Regions from separate parts of the Mus musculus genome. Here region 1 is linked to region 2. A link is a contact called in public Hi-C data. All regions are on one chromosome and are shown on one strand. Each heading gives the region's core, a stretch centred on a gene start, on an enhancer-like site or on the middle of the called end of the contact. The rest is flanking DNA. Distances are from core to core; before and after follow the strand shown. Region 1 overlaps Foxn3 (forkhead box N3). Region 2 holds the start of 3300002A11Rik (RIKEN cDNA 3300002A11 gene).

The links. A called contact is a pair of places that touch in the nucleus more often than the background predicts.
Region 1: a Hi-C map of liver shows a contact between it and region 2, with 2.3 times the contacts expected there. The contact joins the enhancer-like site here to the promoter of 3300002A11Rik in region 2. A contact is called at or near these places in 1 of 39 promoter capture datasets (liver), 2 of 484 Hi-C or Micro-C datasets (the G1E-ER4 cell line and liver), 2 of 115 datasets of contacts at active chromatin or transcription factors (both in embryonic stem cells) and 3 of 9 other capture datasets (adipose tissue, liver and pancreatic islet).

The regions. Positions count from the first base shown.
Region 1 is chr12:99,435,308-99,441,948 of GRCm38.p6, forward strand. The region is part of intron 1 of Foxn3 (forkhead box N3); the gene reads right to left. Among named protein-coding and RNA genes, the nearest start is that of Foxn3, 11 kb to the right of the region's middle. Within about 2 kb of position 4,939, at least 9 of the 459 cell types and tissues checked have an H3K27ac peak or open chromatin away from gene starts, as enhancers often do. A contact at or near this core is called in liver, where this site is marked.
Region 2 is chr12:99,336,652-99,344,010 of GRCm38.p6, forward strand. It overlaps 3300002A11Rik (RIKEN cDNA 3300002A11 gene), which reads left to right and starts at 4,380. Exons shown (of 3, transcript NR_166805.1): 1 at 4,380-4,574. It overlaps Foxn3 (forkhead box N3), which reads right to left. Exons shown (of 6, transcript NM_183186.2): 3 at 4,771-4,883. RefSeq lists an enhancer at 1,969-4,620.

The DNA of each region.
Region 1 (6,641 bases), core at 3,689-6,188, 99 kb after region 2:
GTACTTCTGAGGTCACATACCTCCTACAGGAGCATATCAGAACCAAATTGATCATCATGACACAGTCGTATTGTCAATTGCGCAAAAGGCATTTCACAAGCATCTGTTTACACACCAATTCCACCAGGTGTTCTGCAAGGCCGCATCCACTTGGCAGGAGCAGGAGGCATTGTCCTACTTAGCAGGTTTCAAAAACAAACAGGGCACACACTAGAATGCCACACAAAGTCAGGACTTGAGAATGGCACCATAATAAAATTCTAACCCATTCTCCACCATGTTGTGAAAAGAACACTTTAAATTCTGCTAGGCCTTTGTCATGGAAACCACTGTGCTGGGTTTCCCAACACCTGTAGCAGGTTCCTATTCTCTAACCTGTACTTTGAGTCTATAGGCATACGAGTTTAGCTCTCTGGGTTTAATGTTCTCACCTACAAAAAAGGACCGGAAAACACTTAACAGTATGGCTGCCCTAGCAAAGCCAAGGCAGAGAGCTTGGTGCAAAAATTCAAAGGCAACATCTTATTGTCTGGTGGTCTTCTGTTTCTTGTTTCTTTTCTGTCTTTTTCTTCCCTTCCTTCTCTTCCTCCCTCCTCCCCTCTCTCCCTCCTTCGTCCCTCCCTCCCTCCCTCTTCTTCTGTTGCTATGTGTTTTTGTTTGTTTGTTGCTCTGTGCAACAAACAAGACAGGGTTGCTTTGTAGAGCCCTGGCTGTTCTGGAACTCACTCTGTAGACCAGGCTGGCCTCGAACCCAGAGATCCACCTGCCTCTGCCTCCCAAGTCTGGGATTAAAGGCGTGCACCATCATGCTTGGCTTTCCATGTTTCTAATCCAGCCCCAGGCCTCATTCCAGACGACTGGCTCAATTAGCAAAGGGAGACCATTTTATGTTGACAAAATTCCTTTGGGGACTTGAAAGATATAACTAAAGGCCAGATAGAACTCATTATGCCAACAACATGAAACTAGACTCAAACACCTGGTCCTAATCAGGCCAACCTAACAAGGGCCTTGGATGAACATGAACTCAGATCTGTGGCAGAAGCTGGCTGAGAGTGAGGCTCCGGGTGAGAGTATTGCCCAGTGAACAAAGGCAGTAGTGTCTACCTTTGGTACTCCAAAAGGAAATGGGGTAAGGCTTGCTAAGGGGTATACCTCAGGGGTATAGGGCTTGACCTATAATAAAAAATTAAAAAAATAAAACGGGCGAAGAAGTGACCTGTCACTGGATGACTAACTTTCTTTCTTTCTTTCTTTCTTTCTTCCTTTCTTTCTTTCTTTCTTTTTGTTTTTTCAAGACAGGGTTTCTCTGTGTAGTCCTGGCTGTCCTGGAACTCACTCTGTAGACCAGGCTGGCCTCGAACTCAGAAATTTGCCTGCCTCTGCCTCTGCCTCCCAAGTGCTGGGATTAAAGGTGTGTACCACCACGCCCAGCTAGCTTTCTTAAAAAAGTATTTATGTGTTTTTTTTTTTTTTAATGTAGGAATTCTCTGTCTGTATGTACACCTACATGCTGGGAAGACATCAGATCTCTTTATAGGTGTGGTTGTGAGCCCCCATGTGGTTGCTGGGAAATGAACTCAGCACCTCTGGAAGGGCAGCCAGTGCTCCTAACCACTGAACCATCTCTCCATCCCCAGATGACCAACTTTAAGAATCACAGGTGATAGGAACATCCCACATGCTTTGGCTTTCTGTGGCTATGATCATACATGACCAAAAGTAATTTGAGGAGTAGAGGGTTTATTATATCATATACTTCCAGGTCACAGGTTACAGTACATCTTATAGAATAGTCAAGCAGGAACTCAGGGTAATAACTTGGAGGCAAGAAGCATGGAAGAACCCTGCTTGCTGACTTGTTTCCTCAGTTCACGTTCATCGAGCTTTCTTATACAACCTAGGACAGCCTCCCCAGTGTTGGCATCGCCCACAGTGGGCTGGGACCTCTTATATCAATCAACAGTTAGGACAATACCTCCCCCCCGACACACACACACAACTTGCCACAGGCCACTCATATGGTCAAATTCTGAAGACTCCCTCTTCCTACATGACTCTTGGTTGTTATCAAGTTGACAATGAAAAATAACCAGGGTGTCTTGATCTAGAAATGAGACCAAGAATAACATGGAATATGGTCCTTGATGGACCATTCACAGCAAATAAATAGAGTGTGCAAGACAGAAAACTTTCTTATTTTATACTACTGAATTTGGGGCATTGCCATGTGCACCATGTGACCGTCAGGAAGTGACTGTCTTTCAAATGAGAAATTCTCTGTGACATGCTCAACAGCATGGATAGAGACTATGTAGCCCTAGGGTTCCAGTGCCAAGAATTTAGCTGTTCATTAAAGGTGTGAGTATAATTTTAATTAGGAATAGTTAAATCCATTTCAAAAGGCAGATCATGAAACTCCTAATACCTGCCCTATGAGGCTTATACTACCGAGCTGAGCGAGGACATCAATCCAGATGAGAGTCCAGCCATCACAACCTGCTCAGGGTGTGAAGTCCACTCGTGAGAGTGAAGGGCATAAGTCTCACAAACCCCAATTCTGAGGCTGAAAGTTGTCTCCATGGGGGCTTTCCTTCCCTCCCTCCCTCTCTCTCCTTCCGTCCCTCTTTCCATCTCTCCCTCCTCTCACTCCCTTACTCTCCTGTTCCCCCTTGCCCAGGTTGGCCTTTAATTCAGGCTCCTCCTGCCTCCCCGCTCCCGAGAACTTGGGTACAGTGTAGACCATCACCTCTGATCCTCCATGACACTCTTGACCAACAGATCATCCACTCATTCTCCCAGACGTCAGACTGTGCTGACCAAATAGCATTCTCCCATTTGCTTGGTTTTCCCCATTCAACCCACAGTTTGAAAATGCAGTCTTGCCGGGCGTGGTGGCACGCGCCTTTAATCCCAGCACTTGGGAGGCAGAGGCAGGCGGATTTCTGAGTTCGAGGCCAACCTGGTCTACAAAGTGAGTTCCAGGACAGCCAGGACTATACAGAGAAACCCTGTCTCGAAAAACCAAAAAAAAAAAAAAAAAAAGAAAAGAAAAAGAAAATGCAGTCTTTGACCCCCCCACAGTGGGCTGACACCCCCAATGTCAGGCTGCACCACCCTCCAAAACCTGTCCTGTGATCTCATTCCTCAAAAGGTGTATTTCAAGTTACTTAGCGTATAAACCTAAGTTTAAGACACAGCATGTAGGACTCACCTAGACTAAAAAGGACAATAAACTATGGTTTCCTATAGCATGGTAATAAAAAAATATCTGTGCCTTATACAGTTCTGATGCACCTGGAAGGAGCAGCTAAGGAATGAATGATAAAATCTTCACCGTGTCTCCAGAACAGGCCTCATGGATGCACAGGCTACTGACTGACCCACTGGTTCCTTCAGCCTGGGTCAGGTGTGTTGTTTTAGCCATTTCCACTTGTAAACCAGTCAGTACAAGGCAGCCATTTTAGTCAGCCAACTACCTATACTGTGATCGGTTCCCTGAGGGGGTTAAAATGACCAGGTGAGAGTCATCATTGCTGAACCACTCAGAAACAACGACACGGGAGGGAGGAGCATGAAGGCAATTGGATGTGGAGGCCAGTAACCTTTTTACCCACATCCTGACTCTAACCTTACAATTCACACCTGCATTCCACCTTCTGAAGATGCTCCAGGCCGACCCCTACACATCTGGACATATGTCAAGATTACACTGGGTATAATAGCCAGTTAAATTATTAATGCAAGAACTGTACAAATAAAAGCATCATGTTCTTTTATATAGTAATAATTATTATTGTAGACAACACAAATTGAATAATAAGAACCATCAGGGAAGTTCAGTGATAAGCTAACAATTTTCAGCAATCAGATCAAATATCTCTGCTCAAGCTGTTTAATAAAATAAATAGCAGCTTGTTGGCATTTTTGCTCAGTTAAGCACATAGTCTACATCCCAGGTAGAACTAAGAAAGACACAGAGATGATACAGAAAAAAAAAAAAACGTAATTATGATGGTGATAATTTAGCTATATCCAAATCCTGAGCAAGCTGGACATGGATTAATAAATAACATAACCTCAGAATTAAAAAAATAACATTTATTTATAGATGCATGCATGTTTACATAGGCATATACAGTTCCACATGTGTATACATTATATGAATTTTCATACATATCAGTCAGTTATTAATATAAAGAGTAGTAGTACTTCTATTAATTCGTATTGGGAATAATGTTATATAATGTGATAATGCTAAGCCTGGGACTGAGGACAGAATGCTTCCCTATCATGCCTGAAGACCCAGGTTCGACCCCCAGCACATAAAATGTATGTGGTGATGCCAGGAGTCCAGAGAATCAGAGAGTCACCCTCATTCCACAGGGAGTACAGGGCCAGCATGGGCTATAAGAGAGCAAGCTTCAAAAAGAAAAAAAATTCTTCAGGTCTTGGAAGTCACTATGAAGCACTGCATTCCCCATGACATGGCCACTCCCCATTCTAAATAAGGGGGCTGCAGGGTGTTTCCTATTTACCCAAAATGGGCTTCGACAGGGCCCTCCAGGACCACCTGGTCCTCCAACTGAACTGAGTCCTGCTCAGTTCCACCCCAGTTTATCAGAGACTGGGAAGGAGACAGCATGTCCCATTCATCAGATTCAACGAACCACTGGGGAGTAATTCAGACCTTCAGTGGCTATTTGGACCAGTTCCCTGCTTCTCTGTTCACCTGGAAAATTATGTGTCACCAGAAGATAGTGACACTGGGAGACGGGAAGTGTGTGTGTGTGTGTGTGTGTGTGTGTGTGTGTGTGTGTGAGGTTTACAGTCAAAAGCTTTAAATTCCCTAAGCTTTTCTAGCACAAATAGAGCCGAGCTGATAAACGGGTTTACCCTTGTTGCTATCAGAGTGCTGATCTCCCAAGCAAACACATTTTGTACTAGGGTCTGACTGTTGAAAGTCCAACTGTTGAGAGGCCATTGGACTCAGGATCTGGGGAGGCAGCCCTTCACCAAGGCCTCCCTCCTCATTATGGTCTATGTGTCATATTAAGCAGGCCTGTTGAAGGTCACTCTCTTATAACAGCAGTCTACTTTTTTATATATAATATGATTTATTTATATTTTATGAATTGGTGTTTTGCATGGATGGATGTCTGTGTGAGGGTGCCATGTGGGTGCTGAAAACTCAACCAGGCCCTCTGGAAGAGCAGCCAGTGCTCTTAACCACTGAGCAATCTTTCCAGAAGAGACCCAAGGATTCTACCTTAAAATAGCTCTTCAGAGTCCTAGGAAGACATCCCTGCTCTGACTTCTGATTTCCAGTTCTATCCCATTAATTTATATATATATGAGATTGATCTCATGTATGCATGAGATTGGATCTCATTTATATATGAGATTGGATCTCATGTAGCCCAGGCCAGTATATGTCTTCCTATGAAGTCATGGAGGGCCTTGAACTCCCGACCTTCCTGTTTCTACCTCCCAAGTGCTGGGATTACAGGTGAGCATCACCACACTTAGTTTATGTGGTGCTAGTGACCGAACACAGGGTACCCTGCATACTAGGCAAGCACTCTACCAGAGGCGCACTAGCCCTGGCTCCAGATCCTCTTACTATGCTGATGCTATCATTGGTGGAACTCCAAGCATTGAATATAGTCCTGAGACTGGGCCCAACAGACTCAACCCCAGATTAACATTCCATTATCCATGGAGGGCCTTCAAATGCATTTACAGGAGATGGAGTGTATTAATCACGGTGACACATGAGGACACACGAGGGTGACAGGTACAGTGCAGGCCAGCAGGCATCATCACACTGCTCATGGCAATCAGGGGGATAGCCTCTCTCTGTCACTGCATGGGGTGGGATAGCCAGATGTCACCCTCGAGATAAATATGTGAATGCATAGTCTTAACCCAGAGTGCTATGAACAGATGCCCACTCGTCTTTTCCACTCTCCTGAAGCCAGGAAGAAAGTCTTAATTGCTGGTATGCCTCTAATACCTGCTAATCTTCCTTTTAATAAAGATAAGCCCTGGGCTTTGGGCCTCCAGTAAACGGCAATCTGAGACCGAAAGGAGGCTAGACGAGGAGGAGACAAAGCAGCATCAAGAAATAGGAGCAAGAGGAGAGCCAAGGGTCCGCAGATACAGATTTCACACAGCAGCGAGACTGCAAACTCGGGGGCTCATTTTTTAACCTCAGTAATGAAGTCATTAGGGGGCATTTCTGCACACACGTACAACGCTACAACACTAACCTGCATGGTACAGCCTGCTGCACACCTAGCCTGGGTAACTGCATTGTTCGTCATTCTTACACTACAGGCTTAAACAGGACATTGCCAGATTGAACACTGTGAGCCACAGGTTTTTTTTTGTATAAGTGACTGGGGATGGGATAAAAATGTGGTCACTGTAAAAGGTGAATTTAAGGTATGCCTGGCACTGCCTGACCCCATGGCATCTTGGGACTTCACTGTAGCCTTGGTTCTGAACACACAACACAGGGGGTTTGTATCTCACACACTGTCATATCATACATACATGCTGTCACAGAACACAGCAACAATAAACATGGTCTCAGCTCATTTGAGACTGCTAGATGCTATAACTGCATAAACATAATG
Region 2 (7,359 bases), core at 3,130-5,629:
AAGGGTGGAAGGAAGGAAGAAGTCCTGGTGGTCAGCACTTCAGTGGCTCTGTGTTTGGGGAGCGAGTTTTCTGCTACAACCTGGGGAGTTTCCATGTCCCAGCTCGGGTTTCCACCGTACAGCCTACATTACTGTGGCACATATGTCACAACTAAGGAGTCAACATGAGCACATTACTCTCAGCTGAATGCACAAGTTATTGATGTGCACTTTTTTTTTCTGTCTAAGGCTCCCTTTCTGTTCCAGGATCATGTTTCCTGTGTAGTCACCCTGTCTCCCAGCCTCCTCTAGTCTGCACAAGTTTTTCAGACATTCCTTGCTTCTGATGACCTAAGCGGCTGTGAGGAGTGCCAGTTCAGGGTTTTGGAGACAATCCTCATGGAGGACAAAGCCACTGTTTTGAGTTTTTCCCCATGGTTAAGACGAGCTTATGGGTTTCAGCAGGAAGACCACCTTTTGGCTTGGAATTTACATGCCCCCACTACTCCAAAGACCCCCCCCCATACTAACGGGTCAGTCCATAGCTTGTGGCTGGGAGATAATGGAGGAGGGGCCTACTAGAAGGAAGTTAGGTAATGGGGGAGGGGTGCCAGGCCCCCTGCTAACACGTGCTCCTGCCAAGGTGTAGGTACCTGGTGTAGGTACCCAACTGCCACATTCCTAAAGTAGCCAGAGGGCTACGAATGGGAACTGCAGACCCAAGTCATCCTTTAGTTAGTATTTACCTGAGGTATCGGTTCCACAGAGGTAGGAGACTGACTACACAACTGCCATGGGGATGCTGGGAATTGAACCTGAGTCCTCTGGAAGAGCAGCCTGTGCTCTTCATCACTGGCTGAGCCATCCCTCCAGTCGCAGATGAGGCGCTTCGATTGACAACTAGTATTTGTCAAGTTTGCTCACAATAAACATCATTGGACAGCCTGGTTTTTTCGTGTCAACTTGACATATAAAGTCATCAGAGAGACAGGATCCTCAGTTAAGGAAATGTCTCCAAGAAGAGCTGTAAGTCATTTTCTCAATTAGTGATCAGTGAAGGAGGGCCCAGCCCATTGTGGGTGGTGCCATCTCTGGGCTGCTGGTTCAGGGTTTTATAAGAAAGCAGGCTGAGCTAGCCACCATGAGCAAGCTAGTAAAAGCAGCACCCCTCCATGTTCTCTGCATCCGCTCCTGCCTCCGTGTTCCTGCCCTCTTTGAGTTCCTGTCCTGATTTCCTTCTATAATTGGGAAGTGTAAGCTGAATAAACCTTTTCCTCCCCGACTTACTTTTTGGTCACAGTGTTTCCTCACAGCAATAGAGACCCTGACTAAGACGATCCTTTAGGACCCCTCCTCGACAGTCCACTCTTTCCAAGAAGTTCTTAGGGAAGAACTGTTTCCACCACTTATGTGGGATTGTGTGTATGAGAAATGGACCTCAACTGTCTCCATCAGCTCCTGCTCACAGACACTCGGTTTGTATGTTGTTTATAATGCAGTGACATCCCTTAGCTCATTGGGGCAATTTCAGGTTGACTCCGGTGTCCTGAAACTCCTCTACCATTCCGCATGGTCAACACACCTGGACTTTCTGCTTCCCCAGAATGCTAAGGGTTGAATTACAACTTCCTAAAATCCCCCCCCCCCGAAGTCCTAGGTCCCTAGTATGTCACAATGTGACTGTATTTCAAGTGTGTGTCATTGGAGAAGTTAAAGTCACCCTGGAATAAGGAGAGTTTTTAGTCAGGTAGGCTTAGCCTCCTCCTAAGACGGAGGTAGAGACAGTCCTGTGAAATATAAGCCAAGGAATATCACAGATAACCAGCAAGCCACTAGAACGGGGGAGAGGCTGGGCCAGATCCTCTCCCACAGCTCCCAGAAGAAACCAACCCTGCTAACACCTTGGGCTCATGGGGTGAGAGGCAATTCCTGATGCTGTCTGACTCACTCAGCTGTGGCACTTTGTCAGGGTGGCCTATGTAAATTAATACAATGGCTAACTCACCTGGCTCTTCGAATTTTAGTTAAAAACAGTATTTAGGACAAAAAAAAGAGAGAGAAAACAGGTGTAGGGGAACATTCTAACAAAATCTTGGAAAACAGGCGCAAGCCAACAGACTGCAATGTTTAGCATTCTGTTTGGATGGGAACAAGGTTTGGGGCAGTGTTTTCAGACTCCTGGATTTCCTCACAGAGCTTCCAGCCACCTGCAGCTTAGGCCAGGGCTGCTGCCAAGCACACCTGCAAGGGACAGCATTAGCTGCCCTTCTTGTATAATCACTGTCTTCTCTCACATGCCAAACACCAGCTCTGTGGAAGCCAAACACTACCCAGGTGCCCTTCACAGTGGCTCCACATGGGGCTGACAAGGACCCCTTGAGTCACAGTAGACCTGGCCAGATCAGGTTAACTCAGCATTTTGGTATCTGTTTATGGCTGGCTGTTCCACTTCCGGCCTCCTGGAATTACATCACCAAGTGGCCTGGTACAGAGAAATTCTTCACCAGTTTCGGTGTGAGCTCTCACACCATAGGCTGGCTTCTCAAGCAAACCCTTTCCAAGGCATGGAGAGAGCACCGTGCTCTCTGGATTCAAATCATGAAGATGTGGGCTGGAATCGCCTCACTAGTGATCTGATGGACTTGACATCTAAGCACCTTGATATGGAAGGAGCTGGTTAACTGCAAGGGACAGAACTGGATCTGAAGTGGTCATCTGGAAATCATTTACTGTAAAAGCCCTAGTTCATCTGCATTTTCATGCCCGTGCTAAGACTCTAGAGAAGTCATTAGGTTACAGCCAGCTCACAATACCTCTGGCCTGTGTGTATTCTACTTGCTACCCCCAGAGTTCTATTATAATCCTTCAAATTATTAAATAATTGCAGTGTTTCCCTGGGGGTCACATTTGGCAACAAGGCACTGGCCTAAATGAACCAATGACACGACCCAGTGAATAACACTTACATTTTTAACTTGCTAGAAGCAAACGGGTGTGACATACTTCTAAGGGAGAAACTAGAGAAACTAGTGGGGTGGGCTTGGAAACTGAATATCGACAGTATTGCAATAATTAGTGCCAGGCTCCCCACCAACCCCATAAAAAAGCAACTCTCTAACCCCAATCCCAGCTTCTATTTCAGGAATGGCTACCATCACAAGAAGAGAGGCAGGCATATGGCTCTCCCCTTCTGGACATTCCTACAATGTAGGCTAGGCTGCTCTGGAAAATCCCATCTCTTCCTCCTACAGCTATATGACCTCGAGTTGTCATTTCAAATAAAGTATGCTTCCACTGATTTTTATGAACACAGACAAAAGCAGCTACAACCTTCCTTCCCCCAGCCCCCCAAAAATACCCTTGCGAACCAACTGTAGTTGCTATGTAGGGTTATTTGTTTCTAAGGCAACAGCTTATGTCTAAGTACTAATGGCCTGTCCTTTTGCCAGGCAACAAACAGCCTTGTGATGCAAGTGCACCTGTCTCAGCTACGCGTTACTATGGAGACACTCCAGTTACTATGGCTACCATCACGCTAATCGCCTAGCAAAGGCAGACATACAGCAGTCTTCTCATAGAGCCCAGCTGCTTCTCCCGTCTCTTGCCGGAGACTGATTGTCTAGGGTCTGTGATGGAACGCACAAGAACTTCATTAATGCCACGTTGGAAGGCTCACTCTGTGTGCCCTCCTGCAGAATAAACATCAGAACAGAAAAATCTGCAAGTGGACTGTAAAATTCCCCAGCCTTCTGACACCGGGCCATTCCCAATTAACATAAATGTCTACTCCACTGGCAGTTTCTCTTAACCAGTTAACAAAGGAAATGCTGCTACATGCCTTCTAGAACTTCTTGGTAGGGGACTGGAAAGATGGTTTAGTGATCTAAGAGCACCGGCTGCTCCTCCAGAGGATCCAGGTTCAATTCCTAGCACTGACACAGTGGCTCAAATCGCCTGTAATTCCAGTTCCAGGGGATGCAATGCCCTCTTCTGGCCTCCACAGTCACCAAGCATTCAAATGCTACACAGACATAAATGAAAGTGAAACAGCTGTACACTTAAATAAAGTAATTTTCAAACTTTCTTAGTGGGCCTGATGACAAGCACCGTGAAGAGCTAAGACTCCATCCACAGGTTGAAATCCGGCTCTTTGTTCTGTAAGGCCCTTTCTTCTAACTTAGCACTGACATGCTTTTTAAACTGTGACAATCTACCTAACACCCCTCCCATTGTATATTTGTAAAAATGCACTCATGACCTCAGTCTCATGACAGCCAGACACGTGAGGAGGGAAAGTGGCCATGGTTCTCAAGACAAACACTTAGTAACCACAACAAACCCATCACTCAGGAGCCTGTCGACATGGAAACCGGATGACAACAACCGAGCCTGCCTTCTTTCCACATCTCTAGAGGCAGGCCATGGGAAGGTGGAATCACCTGTGTGCCTCACCGCTCTTATTCCAACAAAGCGTGACCCGCAGAGATAGAAAAGCTGTCCACTTTCCTCTGTAACCGATTCTACCCAGGAAGACGCTATTTACCTACCAGGAGCCCTTCCGGAGCCACACCCGCTCAGTCGGAGCTACAGAAGCGGTAAGCTTCCCAGGAAATGCATAGCCAATGGATGTGCCTCCTCATCAGACTTAATTCTTTTTCCCATTAGTCTGTAGTTATTTTTAAAACATTCATACGGCCTACTAAATTAGTTTTAGAGACTGTCTCTGCTAAAATAACAAAATTCCAGGAGACTTTAAGAAAACAAAAACCCCCGATAGTGCGAGTCACTTACCTTTGATAAGCCTGAGGAGTAGGAGGTGGGTGGTAAGGTGTCTTTTTCAGAGCCTGAATTAGATTTTGTCTATACTCTGGGTCGATGCACCACAATGACCCTTTCCCAATACTCTGCAAAGAAAAATTAAAATGAAAACATATTAATACAGTACAGAGAATTTTGTGGTAGGCAAATACAGGGCTATATTGTAGTTATTCTCCAAAGTTTCCTGTTCATTTGCTAATGATTTCTCAGGCTGACAACAGGACACCATTAAATGCTCTCTGCTCCTCTTTGCCCCGAGTAGATGAGGTCAGATGAACATGTAGCTACCAGATTATGTTGATGCAATAACATGACTGTCAAATCTGAACTACCCCCAACCCAAAATCCCTTATTTCTCAGTATGAATCTGGAGGAATATTCAGACTCGTCCAGAAGTCTCTAACTTGGCTGACGTTCATGGGCGCTGAGAAGACCTTTCGAAGCTCCATCTCTGCTCTAAAAACCCCAGCTGTTTTAAACCACATTATCTTGGCACGATCTTACAAAAATGGAAACGTAATCCACTCATTGTTTTTGGTATCCCGTCCCCCTTGCTCACAAAAGAACATTTATGCTTGGAATGGAATTTATAATTACCTTCCCCTCAGAAACAAAAGACCTGGCAACAATAGCAAACCTAAGCCAGAATTCAAAGTATTTTTTATTTTTATGGGGGGGGGGTGTCCTTCAGTTCACAGCAATCTGCTCTTGTCTCTAGGAATCTTTAGAAGAGGTCACACTTTAAAAGTGTAAATTGGCTAAAACTGTTCCCTGGGGGGAAGGGGGCAGCTTTCCCTGAAGGCCACTTTTGGGCTGGCTGGAGGCAATTGGTCTGAGATCAGCTTTAACAGTGGGTGGGGGTGGGGAACAGCTGCTCTCGCCTGCCCTGCTTTCAACTGGGTCAGTGTACCCAAACCATTTGAGAAGGTCAACAGTAAATATTTACGGATTTGGAACGAAAAGAAGCTAAATGACCTAGTCCCACCCCACCCATGCTTCCTTTGTAATTTCCCTCACTCTCCTCTACAAAGCCTGGTGGTGTCTTCCAACATTGAGAAAAGCAAACATGAAAACCTTTAAACTAACACAGAGAGGCAGCAAATTACAAGGAGATCACATGGAAGGACCACTAAATCTAAGCCATTCCAAAAAAAAAAAATCTTTGAAGAATTTTCCTAGTCTGCATTTCAGTTATCACGTCACCAAGTAGTGTTCTTACAAGCCTTGTGTGTTCACAGCACTCGTAAATAGTTCTCAAGCCTGTGTAACAGCAGCAGGACACCTAGAATGAACCATTCCCAGTGTTCTGGGGTCAGGGCAGTCCTACAAAGTCATTCATGGTCAAAGGCCATACCCAGAACCATGCCGGTCACCTGGTCCCTGGTCCCAGAGCATCTATGCTGAAGATATATCTGTAGGGTTTAATGATCTGGGCAGTCAAAGATCTCAAAGTCATTTATTTCCTTTCCTGTACATGTTTTTAAGTCTGGCATAGTTTGCAGGGTTTGACCAGACTTTCCAAGTAAAGCAGGTTCTACACCCTCTATCTCTTCCTGTGGAGTATGATGCATGGTGTACTTTAAAAAGGTAAGGTGTGGGCAGAGCCGGGAAGACAGTGAGTTACCACACTGAAGTAAAAGAAGCCATCAAAGCACCCACCAAGCTGCAGGTGGGAGGGCTGGCCTGACCTTCTTCATCCAAGGCTCTCAGTTGAGCCCTGAGCCAGGAGACCAGTGCACAGCATGTCCTAAGCTGCAGGGAAGACCATAGCCAAGATGCAATAGAAACACTTCTGCCAGGAGATGGCCCCAGCAGCAGGCGCCTAACTAGGGGCCTTTGTTTTCATCAACATGGCTGTCAAGGAGGCAGGTGGATTTCTGAGTTTGAGGCCAGCCTGGTCTACAGAGTGAGTTCCGGGGACAGCCAGGGCTACACAGAGAAACCCTGTCTCAAAAACAAAACAAAACAAAACAAAACAAAACAAAACAAAACAAAGATAGCTGTCAAGGCAGGGCAGGTTTCATCTTTCACCCACCTGGAACCCCCCCCCCCCAACAAAGCAATCAGGGCCCAACCAGCCTTCCTGGGTGAGCAACTGTAAGCCAAGAATGCGCTCCTCCCAACCCCAACTCAAGTATCCTGTTTATAATGCTGTAATGTTATTTAGAGTGGATAGAATAAAGCCCTGACTGTGCACAATAGTTCCCCAGTAAGAGATCCAGCTGCTGAGTGGAAGGGTGGAGAACCAGAATGGGAAGTCTGGAGCCATCCATGGTGCCGGAGAAAGTCATGGCTCCCTCACTGGTGAGAGACAGGCAAATGGCCCAGGGATGGTGTGTTATGAAACCCTAACATGGTGGCCATGCCCGCATGTATCACTGAAGAGATCTTAAGAAAGAGGACATACCTGCCTAGACGTGCTCCATAACCTCACATCTGATGGAGTTTTGACTCCAGCAGAGGCAGGAGAGGGGTTCTTGCACACTGAAGGGTTTAACATGGCCACTGCTCACGTGCTGGATAGGTTGGTGAGATCTTTTGGTATTCTAGTCTAACCCTGCC